Regions from separate parts of the Mus musculus genome. Here all the other regions are linked to region 4. Evidence: chromatin contacts called from public ChIA-PET, HiCAR-type and promoter capture Hi-C data. All regions are on one chromosome and are shown on one strand. Each heading gives the region's core, a stretch centred on a gene start, on an enhancer-like site or on the middle of the called end of the contact. The rest is flanking DNA. Distances are from core to core; before and after follow the strand shown.

Region 1 (2,700 bases), core at 41-2,540, 310 kb after region 4:
TTCAGTATATAGCATTCAGTCAAAATTATCAGTAAAAATGATCTGAAGGTGGGTGTGGTGGTGCAGAGGCAGGCAGATCTCTTAGCTCCAAGCCAGCCAAGACTGCATAGTAAGACCTTGTCATAATAATAATCTGATAATCATGACTATATAGACACTAATTTTGGGAGTTTTAAAGGAAGCCGCTAAAATTTACTTCAGCATGCACACAATGCATCTTACAAACAAGTGGCACATAAATACAATCTATTTCCCTCTATGTGGAAATTCGACCTATAGATGTTATTATACATGGCGTGGCTGTCAGACTTGTTGCTGCTCTGTATTCTCCCTGGCAGCAGATTCTGAACCCTCGCGGTGTGATTCTAGGCTACCTCCATTTCTCTCTTACTCAAGGTATTAAAGCACAGCCACAAGTCAAATGCCTCCTGTTACAACAAACAATTCACTTAATATTCACTTTGACAGTAGAGAGCCAGAATGTTTGTTGTCATCCTTCTCAGTAAATGTTGATGGCATTCCACTGCCAGTGGAGCACCTCATCCTAAACTGTGGCTTGGGAAATGCTTGTTCGTACAAACATGAAAAGTGAAGACCTGGGATTAGTGCATAGGGAGCTAAGAACTATGCTTCCATACAGTTTACTGGCTAACGATGGAGATAATCGGAGGGACTAAAGAGGACCTATGCTTTGATGGCCTGGATTTCCCGCTGAAGAGCATCTGAAAGTTAATTCAGTTAGAGGGCCAGAGCTCCAGCTGAGCATCAAAACAACTGAGACTCTTTGTGCTTGAGTTGGAGGCTGTAACTAGAACTCTGCCTAAACTGGTAGACACTAGAGGAAGAAAACCAACTCTGTGCTACTGACAGCGCGAGCCGGTAAGGAATTTCAGACTGGAGCCGGTAAGGAATTTCAGACTGGAGCCGGCAGAAGTCAGGGACAGGGTCCGGCCTTCGGTTTCCCCAGTGGGTGCTGGGAGAGCAGAGGCCAAGGCGCCGTGAGACTGGGAAGCTCCGGGACGCTAAAAACACACGGACGGTCAGAGCGCCTCCGGAGGCGACAGGACGAAAGCGGAGGAACGGTGCGTTCCAAAGCTCCAATCACTCGCTCTTCCCGGTCTGGAGAGCTGGACATGAGGAAGTTCCCAACCCTGTGAGAAACACAGACCGCACGCAGGCCTCGCTTACCCGCCGCGTCCCTTCCCGCCGGCGCCCTCCGGTGCTCTGCGCGCGCAGGCAGGCAGCGGAGGGGGCGGGGACAGTCTTTGGTGACAGGTGACTGCGAGTGCTGAAGGCGCAGCTTCGGCGCTGATGCGGGAACCTTCTACTGCGCGTGCTCCGCTTCTGGCCCCGCCTCCTCACAGCCACCGGCGTCGCTGGGTAAACCTGGGTAGCCGCTTGCTGGCCGCGGAGGCAGGTTCTTAAAAACCTCTCCCCTGCCTTGGGCTAGTGGACTTCCCTATTCCGCTCCATGCACATCTTCAATTCTTCAAGTGTCCCAGGCCAGGTACTGATCTCAGCGTCGAGGAAAATCACGTGCACCGTGCTTCTCTACCACCTTCCTTAGATCATTTCCTGAACCTCAATTTTGATACACTCCTGCCTACTTTGAAGTCAAGAATCAAAATGCCCACTTCTTTTTCAGTGTAGAGCATCATAATGTGTCCTGGTGCATTAGCAACGTCCAAACTTTTTTATAGTCTCCCCGCCCCACCCCAGGGTTTTCCGTGTAGGCCTAGCTGTCCTACAACTCACTCTGTAGACCAGGCTGGCCTCGAATTTAGAGATACACCTGCCGCTGCTTCCCAATTCTGGGATTAAAGGTGTGCACCACCATGCCCGACTGAGATTTTATTTTTTAAATGTGTGCCTCTAACCATAGGTTTGTATATGTAAAGGCTGTGCCCATGAAGGTCAGAAGATGGTGGTAGTTCCCCCTGATGCTGGAATTACAGGCTGGGAACAGCTCAGGTCCTCCTTGAGGGAAGTGGACTCTTTGCCAGGAGTTGTGGTGCACATCTATCATCCCAGCACTGGGAAGGCAGAGACAGGAGGATTTCTGTTGTGTACCTGGCCAGTCCAGTCTACTTAGTGAATTTCAGGATAGCTGGGGCTATGTAGAGAGACCCTTTCTCAAAAATAACAAGTAGTGTGCTCTCTTAGCCACATCATCTCTCCAACCCTCAAACTTTATGTTCCTGACCCATAGTGTACAAAAATATTTTACATCAAACACATACCATGTATTTGCATATTCAGATGTATAGCTAAGACAAAAATTTCACAAGACTATGCTTACATTTACTCCACATCTTCAATTTCTACTTTACATTTCATTATGAAAAGTGCAAAAAAAAATCTGCAAAAAGTGGCAGAAATTTAGAAAAGAGTAAAAGGAATTACTGGACCCCTGTCTGGTGCAAGGCTCAGCAATCACTGACCAATACTGGAAGGCTAGTTCCATGAAGATTTTCTATTGACTAAGCTATTTTATGGTGGAAGAAAAAAAAGAGAGATGGCTCAAACGATTAAGAGCACTGGCTGCTCTTCTAGAGGAACTGGGTTAGTTCTCAGCAACTACACGGCAGCTCACACCAGTTCCAGAGGATCACACAGCCTCACACAGACATACAAGCAGGCAAAACACCAATGCTCATAAAATAAGAATAAAAATTTAGAGGGCTGCCGAGATGGCTCAGT
Region 2 (2,700 bases), core at 42-2,541, 270 kb before region 4:
GTTAAAAGAAACCTAGCTATAAACGCTAAATAAGCAGACACATAATCAAAGATGAATATTCCACAAGCTTATTCATAAGAGGCTACCATCTAGAGTTGTCCATTTATGGGTGAGAGAGATAGGTGTGAGACAGTTGATGGTAAAGACTTGCCTAGCTTGCACAATGCCCTGGGCTTCATCCACAGCACTGAGGGAGATTGGGAGAGAGGTAGGCTTTCTGCAACACACCCAGATACACAGGCTCTGAACAGGAGATGGCCCTCTCGATCCTTGACCAAAGCAGCTACGGCCAGCTCCAGTAACTCACCTTCTACCCAGAGCTGTTCTAGGTCTGTCTCAATTACAGCCACTCGGAGACCCAGTGCCAGAGCCCCAAAGGCCACCAGTCCCAGGAAGAGCACTTTGCCGCAGTGTTTCTGGATCCTGCACCCCAGGGAGAAGAGTAGACCTTGGAAGTAAGCTCGAAGCCAGAGAGGAGCCTGCAGGCTCCCAGCTAGGATCTGGGATAGAGAGAGGAGGAGGTCAGCCAGCTGTCAGCACAACAATGGAGGAGCTTTCCCTTTTCTCCCGGTCAAGTCCCAGTTTCCTGACTTCTGGATGCAGGGCAGGAAACAGCTACAGATAAAGGTTTCAAATGTGGAAGATTTAACTCTCTTTCCCTGTGCCTTCTCCATAAGCACACCTGAAAATGCCCATTTTTAGAAGGTTATGAGTCGTGAACACACACACTCGTTGTCAGCTAGGCAAAGAGGTGAACCCACAGACATAACTATTTTCACTGACCAGATAATAGGAAATAAACTAACAAATCACTTGCTGGCTCTCGCTTGTCTTCAAACACAGATCCAGTAACACTAGACTTCTAGCCCTACAGATGTTCAAGCGACGTTTAAGTTACAAACCCAGCCCCTCTACTCACATGAGGTGCGGAGGACCGAGCTGGAGGTGTGTAGCTGGGAGGTAGCTCTCCAAGGGACAGTGGCCGAACCATGCTGGTGAGGATGGGGGGCGCGAGCGCCCCCAACCTGCGTTATCTGAGCGCTGCCATAGGCTAGCTTGGCGCCTTGTGCCGCCCGGCTTCACCTGAGGATTCCTAGCTGCCGTGAACGGCCATACGGTCCTGGGTGAGGCGCGCGTAAAGATGCACAGGAGCAGCCCGCAGCGGCGGTGCGGGGTGGTGGCCCCAAGCCCCGCTGGATCTGTGGGCTGTGGTCCAAAGAGGGCTCCGCGTGTGGGTGGACCCGACTGGCTGCGAAGCACCTCACAGCTAAAGGTGGCGACTGTGGATCTCGGGAAGCACCAGGAGGCTCAGAAAAAAAGGAGCGGGCCGGGGTGACGCCCTCCCATTGGCTAAGGGGGCGGCAAATTACCCGCTGCCTTGCAGCCGGATCCGTTGCTAGGTAACGGCGCCGCAGGGGGCGGGGCAGGAGACCACCCAGGCAGGGCCACCCCTTTGCCTCGCCTCCCGGGCTCCCCAGCCCGCCCGCGGGGCCCTAAGGAGAGGAGAAGGGAGGGTGATCCTGGAGGCGCTAGTCGTTGGCCAAGTGTAAGTCAGGATGTTGAGAAAGGGAGTCTGCTGGTCCCCTTTGGGCCACCCTTTCTTCCCGACCCAGCGCAACCCTAAGGACCTCCTTTCCACTCTTTCCAAGCAGGCCAGACTCAGCTCTAAAATGCAAATCCCACGGCTGCACCAAAGCCCAAAGCCCTGCACCATCCAACTAAAGCTTTTTTTTTTCCTCTAAGTGCCTCACACCCACTCAGTTGCCTTCCAGTCCCGAATTGCCCTCAGTAATTTCCTAAGTTCACATGTTCTTGCCTTTGTACATGTTGGGGCCCCTTTGTCTTGGCAGATAACTTTTAAGCCTGAACTTGAATCAGTCAGCCTAAACTTTTGGAAGCCTTGGCAGATAATTGCTTTTTTCTTTGTGGTTCTTATTAACATTCAGTTTGTGTATTGTATTTTTAAATTTTTATTTTAACTTTTTTTTGTGAGACATGGTCTTAAGTAGTTCAGCTTGGCCTTCAACTCCTTATCCTGGTTGTGTCTGTCAAGTTAAGGGACTATAACAGTCCTGTATTGCCCAGCCTGTCTGATAATTGTATTTGTGATGACATAATTTATGTACAACATTGGGAAACATGTTGCTTTTCCAAGTGACTGTGCTATTTCTGTGCTCCTGACTGTTAAACTCTGATCGGTCATCTGAGGGTAAAAGTCTGACTCCTCATACAGAACATTTGGGAAAGGAGCCGGGCAGTGGCAGGCCCATCTCTTGTGAGTTCCAGGTCTCAGCATGGTCTACATAGAGAATTCTGGAACAGCCAGGGCTACCTAGAAAGATTCTGCCTCAGAAACAAAATACGTTTTTTGGGGGAAAAAAAAGACTTCAATAAATCTGTTGTTCTGATACTGCTATCACATCTGGCTAGCCTCTTGCTCAATTCTTCCAGACTTCTTAATCATTATATCATAAATATTTTATATTACTACACAGTCCTCTCATCAATCATTTGCAGAATGTCCTCAGGACAGATTCCCAGAAATGGGGTTGTTTGGGTCAAAAAGCATGAATATGGTTTTGGCCTTGCTACATACTGCCAAACTTGTGCAAATTAACATCATCAGCTCCAGGGCTTAATCCTAAGGGTTCCCCAGTTGGTTTAAGGGGTGGGCAGTTAAGGAGGAATGAATGTGTCTGT
Region 3 (2,700 bases), core at 40-2,539, 430 kb before region 4:
CACACAGTGGGACAGGAGGGCATAGGAAGGGAGGCCTGGGGAGACTTTTTTTGTTTTTGGTTTTGGTTTTTTGGTTTTTTGAGACAGGGTTTCTCTGTGTAGTCCTGGCTGTACTGGAACTCACTCTGTAGACCATGCTGGCCTCGAACTCAGAAAACCGCCTGCTTCTGTCTCCCAAGTGCTGGGATTAAAGGTGTGCGCCACCACCACCTGGCTCTGGGGAGGCTTTTGAAGGAAGCACCCCCTAGCTAAACTTTATGATGAGCTGGACAAGTGCGGGGCAGTGGACTGGAAACACCAAAGAGCAGCATTGGCCGACCTGTACTCCAAGCCTCCTCTGCCCCAGTTTCCAAAAGGGACAACCTTCCATTCTCTGGTCCAACAACTTACACTACTTTACAAGCTACTAATCTTAGGAGGCCTCCCACACATCTTTTTTTAATGATATGGCCTTAGGAGGGTTAAACACACACACACACACACACACACACACACGTTAAGTTTAAATGCCAACTACTAAGCTTACTTCCATCAGGATTCATGCCAAGTCCTTTACACAAATAATCTCAGTTGTGCAACCAGCAATTTTTCCTCAGCTTTGCTCCAGGAAAACTAAAATTCAAAGTTGAAAGTTTGCCGAAGGTCATCCAATTACTAAAGGGATAGGATTTCAACAGAATTCCACCCGGCCTAACCGACCATTCTGTTAACCACTGCCAGGGTGAGCTGAGAAGGGCAGGACTAGGCTTGCTGAGTCCCTTGGCTTTTCTGAGGACCAGAGGCTCCCCCAGGAATCCAAACCTCTGCAAAAATGAAGGATGGGCCTAGTCACACTTGCAAATGAGGAGCGAGAATCCAAAACAAAAGAATTAGAATGAACCTTGAAGGGCCTCCAGCTACAAAGGGAAGCAGAACCTTGAGAACCTGTTGTGGAACAGAAAGACCCTCAGTCGACTGGGGGCGGGGCACGGGGGGCGGGGCTGGGAGCGCCCCGCAAGCTCTAGCCAGCCCTGCGGGACCCCCGAAGGGGGCGGGCCGAGGGAGGGCGGGCCGCAGGGTGGGCGGGGCATCGCTGTTAGGTCACCTTCCCAATCCCCCTCCATACTCTGGCTCCAGCAGGGCTGATCCGGGATCTCGATGCTGTAATCCAGCTCGGCCGAGGCCATGGTGAAGGTGCGGGTCTTCAGCACAGGCCTCCCGCCGGAACTCCCGCAGTTTCACCTCGGCGGGGCCGGGACGCCGCCGGGCCACGCCCCTCCCCGCCCACGCCCAGCGCTGTCCAATCCCCGAGCCGCACTCTGTGACCTCCCTGCCTAGCAACCAGGGAGTCGCTTCGCGCCTCGGGCGGCACCCACTAGCCCGGCCCTAGCAACCGCGCCCCGCCCCTACTGTCTTTGGGCCCCAGCAATTGGCTGACTCTCTTGATCTTGGATCAAGTATTGGTCAGTGGGGCAGCGCTCTCGGAGCGACCGCACCCTCCTGTGAAGGTAAGAGTCGGTGGGAGAGTTGAATGAAGTATTACGGGTCTGCAGAGGGCATCTCAGAACTTTGTCTTCTGGTACTTGGTAGAAAACTTGAACTTGCACCTCTAACTACATCTACCTCCATCGCCAGCAGCAGTTCCCAGGCTGGAGGCAGAAAAAACGAACAAAACAGTGTTAGGCGGCGCGTGCCAACGGGTCCTTCTAAACCTGTGGGTTGAGACTGGTTGCCTGACTGGAAAGGGGTCTTCGGGTAATAAGACATGGCCTTTCATGTGTGAGTCCAAGTAGTTTAGACGAGTACAGGAGTACAGCTTTCTTACATTTAGTAAATATTTTCTGAGCTGGGCATAATGGCGCATGCATTTAATTCCAGCTGTGAGGAGTTGAACTCTGTGAGTTTGAGACCATCCTGATCTATCTCCAGGACAGCCAGGGCTACACAGAGACACCCTGTCCAAAATAAATAAATAAACACATACATGCATACATACATAAACAGAAAAAGAAGCTATTTGGGTGATGGGAATGAGTGGGTATGGTGTGTAGGAGACAGAAACCAGGAGGAAAGTATTGAGGGCTGATGATTAATACGGTAAATAAAACCTCAAAGATGGCACTGGATTTACAAAGAAGTTGTTAGCAACCTTTGCAAGTGCCATTCCAGTGAACAAAAGAGTCAGTGGCTTGAGAGTGAGTGGGAGGTGACAGCATAGTGGTATGTCCCTGGAATCCCAGCCAGGAGTCTAAATGCTTCAAGCCATCCTCAGCTACATAACAAGTTCCAGGCTAGCCTATGCTACATGAGACTTGTCTTAAAAGAAAGAGGGGGGATGGAACACTTGCAAGGCAAGTTATTTTGTCATTCGCTGGCAACCGCTAGGAGGTACAGGCTTTTGTTCAGATGAGAGAGATCCAGCAAAGAGATAAAAGATAAAATCACAGGGGAATTGGGTATGTGAAAGCATATGGCCCCCAACCGTGGGGACTCTCACTTTACACTGCTGAGGAGTAACTGGGGAGATGGCTGAGCTAGTGTGAGGAACCAACTTAGACCCCCAGGACACACATAAAGGCTTCGGGGGCGGGGGGGGGGGGCTGGAGAGATTACTCAGTGGTTAAGAGCACTGACTGCTCTTTTGAAGGTCCTGAATTCAAATCCCAGCAACCACATGGTGGCTCACAACCATCTGTAATGAGATCTGATGCCCTCTTCTGA
Region 4 (2,809 bases), core at 99-2,598:
CCACCACGCCTGGCGAAAGCTCATTTTTGTAGATAAGGAAACTGAGAAATTATCCAACATGACCAAAGTCCTGTGAGTACATGTTAGAGATATTTCTCTTTTTTGTTTTTTGTTTATTTGTTTGTTTGTTTGTTTCCAAGACAGGGTTTCTCTGTGTAGCCTTGGCTGTCCTGGAACTCACTTTGTAGACCAGGCTGTCCTGGAACTCAGAAATCTGCCTGCCTCTGCCTCCTGAGTGCTGGGGTTAAAGGCATGACCCACCACGCCCAGCCCAGAGATATTTCTAACCCAGGGCTGCTTAGCTCTGGAATCCATGTTCTTCTGATCACTGGTCAGAGGAAGAGGCCCTGACCTCGACAAGCCTCCTTGTCTAAGTCTTGTCCCCCTATGGCAGCCTTCTGTCACTTCCTGACAAATTTCTGGGCATGTTGTCCTTCCCAAATGTCTTCCCAACACAATTGTTCCGAGTCTGGCTTGCTTCTTCTCTCAGGTTTGCTCCCTCATTTTGCCCTTTCAATGTCCTATAACCTTGCTTCAAGGACCTTCCAGCTGAAGTCTCACAAGACTTCCAGTTTCCTCATTCTAGTGATCTCACGAATCTTGAGTTCCCCTGGCTGATATCTTTAGGAAGGTATCAACTTCTTTATATCTTTAGGAAGAACAACCCTGGGCTGTTCTTGGAGACCTACTAAGGCAATGAGCAATAGTTCCTTTCAGGAACAACAAACAAAACACAGTAGTTTTCTAATCCCTCCAAATCTCACTTAGAAGTAGAATTGAAGAGTCAGGTGAAGTGCAGATTGCCAGATACAGAGAAATGTAAACGCTTGCTCTTCTATCAATTTCTCCGCCCCATTTGGGGATTGAAAATCTGTAACTGAAAATATTTTAATATTAAAATAATAAGATAAATTGAAATTATGTATCTTTTCTCATCATAATGCAATAAAACTTAAAGAAAAATAAATAAATAAAACGTTAACAGAGCCCGTTCTTGAACACAAACTTCTGAATTGTAAAAAAAAAAAAGTACCAGGCCAAGAAAATTCCGTCTGTTGAGAAAGGATTGGGGCTCCTCCCCCACACGGGCAGTCCTTAGGCTCTAAGGTCGCGGGAAGAGAGCGCCTGGCACAGAGTGAAGGTGGCTATTGTTACTTCCCGGGCCCCGGAAGGGGTGGCTAGTTGCCCAAGGGTGTGACCTGGTCCAAGGCCCTGTGAAGGAACTGCCCTTCGTCCCCACTGTACTCCGGGAGACAGGTTCTGGACCGGAGGGAGTGTCAAAGGCGGAGTCTCAGGCTCCACCCTGACCTCCTGGTCCGCCCCGCACAGCGTCCGCGTGGTTCTCATACAATTTACCCTGCAGAGCCTGTGGTCCTCAGCCGGCTTCTGGTTGAGGTGGCCCTGCCGAGAGGGTCAGTCCCCCAAAGTTTGACTTCGCGACCTCTGCCCAGAAAAGACCAAGAAACACGATCTTCGGATACACCAGGACTCCGCCGGCTTCCAACTACTAGTCCTGGACCAAGAGTCTTGGAGTTCTAAACAAGTGAGCGGTCCCAGAAGAACAGATCCGGGTGGCCGGCAATTGGGCTCGCCATGACTGCGCCCGCCCGTCGCCTGTGTCACATCGCTTTCCATGTACCAGCTGGGCAGCCCCTAGCGAGGGACCTACATCGTGTCTTCGGCTTCCAGCCCCTGGCGGTGAGGGAAGCAGGCGGCTGGAGACAGCTGGCCCTGCGCAGCGGGGACGCTGTCTTTCTAGTGAATGAGGGTACCGGGCCCCAGGAGCCACTGTACAGCCTGGACCCGCATCATTCGGTGCCCAGTGCCACGAACCTGTGCTTCGACGTGGAGGATGTGGACGGCGCCGCCCGCGCGCTGGCGGCTCGCGGCTGCATCATGCCGGTACCACCCACTAGGGTGAGAGATGCACAGGGCACAGCCACCTACACAGTGCTCAGCTCTCCGGCTGGTAATCTAAGCCTTACGTTGCTGCAGCGTGCTGGCTATCGCGGATCCTTCCTGCCCGGGTTCAGACCTCTGCCTTGCACACCTGGCCCAGGTTGGGTCAGCCACGTGGACCACTTGACCTTGGCCTGCACCTCCGGCAGCTCCCCTATGCTTATGCGCTGGTTCCACGACTGCCTAGGCTTTCATCACTTGCCGCTGAGCCCAGGTGAGGATCCGGAGATGGGCCTCAAGGTGGCTGCAGGGTCTGGGCGAGGGGGACTACGGCTTACTGCCTTGCAGACTCCGCCGAATAATACTGTCCCCACCCTCGTGCTGGCGGAGTCCCTACCGGGACTCAACAGCAAACAGGACCAGGTAGAGCAATTTCTAACCCGGCATGGGGGGCCAGGCCTGCAGCACGTAGGACTGTACACTCCTAACATCATAGATGCTTCTGAGGGAATGGCGAAGGCGGGATGCCGGCTTCTGACTCCTCCTGAAGCTTATTACCAGCAGCCCGGCAAAGAAGAACAAATTCTAGCCGCAGGGCACAAGCCTGGCCTTCTAGAACGGCAGGGAATCCTGCTGGATGGTGATAAAGACGAATTTTTGCTTCAGGTCTTCACCAAGTCCCTCTTCGCCGAAGACACTTTCTTCCTGGAGCTGATTCAGAGACAGGGGGCCACAGGCTTTGGCCAGAACAACATCAGGGCACTATGGCAGTCGGTGCAAGAGGAAGCAGCCAGGGCCCAGGGAGCCTAACCCAGGCTAGGCCTGGGAGTTGCCACTTGTCCTTGGTGCTCCTTGCCTGTTGGAACTGACACACGCCAGCAGGAGCTGGACCACACCTCCACAGAACTAC

Evidence for each region. ChIA-PET counts read pairs in DNA pulled down with a chosen protein or histone mark. HiCAR-type assays count read pairs that join an accessible place to other places. Capture Hi-C pulls out chosen DNA fragments and counts their contacts.
Region 1: an RNA polymerase II ChIA-PET map of memory CD8 T cells shows a contact between it and region 4, with 8 read pairs. The contact joins the promoter of Ipp here to the promoter of Hpdl in region 4. A contact is called at or near these places in 1 of 484 Hi-C or Micro-C datasets (CD8 T cells), 2 of 115 datasets of contacts at active chromatin or transcription factors (memory CD8 T cells and pancreatic cancer cells) and 1 of 9 other capture datasets (adipose tissue).
Region 2: a HiCAR-type map of embryonic stem cells shows a contact between it and region 4, with 3 times the contacts expected there. The contact joins the promoter of Ptch2 here to the promoter of Hpdl in region 4. A contact is called at or near these places in 17 of 39 promoter capture datasets (the 3T3-L1 cell line, 3T3-L1-derived adipocytes, the C10 cell line and 11 more), 1 of 15 datasets of contacts at CTCF or cohesin (the NIH/3T3 cell line), 9 of 484 Hi-C or Micro-C datasets (the G1E-ER4 cell line, embryonic stem cells, nephron progenitors and 2 more), 24 of 115 datasets of contacts at active chromatin or transcription factors (T-cell acute lymphoblastic leukemia, astrocytes, bone marrow-derived macrophages and 13 more) and 4 of 9 other capture datasets (adipose tissue, embryonic stem cells, liver and 1 more).
Region 3: a promoter capture Hi-C map of adipose tissue shows a contact between it and region 4. The contact joins the promoter of Tmem53 here to the promoter of Hpdl in region 4. A contact is called at or near these places in 4 of 484 Hi-C or Micro-C datasets (CD4 T cells, CD8 T cells, embryonic stem cells and 1 more), 1 of 115 datasets of contacts at active chromatin or transcription factors (embryonic stem cells) and 2 of 9 other capture datasets (adipose tissue and liver).

The regions. Positions count from the first base shown.
Region 1 is chr4:116,506,139-116,508,838 of GRCm38.p6, reverse strand. It overlaps Ipp (IAP promoted placental gene), which reads right to left and starts at 1,290. Exons shown (of 9, transcript NM_008389.3): 1 at 1,189-1,290.
Region 2 is chr4:117,094,647-117,097,346 of GRCm38.p6, reverse strand. It overlaps Ptch2 (patched 2), which reads right to left and starts at 1,291. Exons shown (of 22, transcript NM_008958.3): 1 at 920-1,291; 2 at 308-500. The coding sequence starts at 991. RefSeq lists enhancers at 1,136-1,635, 1,198-1,656, 497-2,195.
Region 3 is chr4:117,250,540-117,253,239 of GRCm38.p6, reverse strand. Tmem53 (transmembrane protein 53) reads right to left here and starts at 1,289. Exons shown (of 3, transcript NM_026837.3): 1 at 1,106-1,289. The coding sequence starts at 1,166. Armh1 (armadillo-like helical domain containing 1) reads left to right here and starts at 1,323. Exons shown (of 13, transcript NM_001145637.1): 1 at 1,323-1,487.
Region 4 is chr4:116,820,047-116,822,855 of GRCm38.p6, reverse strand. It overlaps Hpdl (4-hydroxyphenylpyruvate dioxygenase-like), which reads left to right and starts at 1,348. Exons shown (of 1, transcript NM_146256.3): 1 at 1,348-2,809. The coding sequence starts at 1,594. The coding sequence ends at 2,709.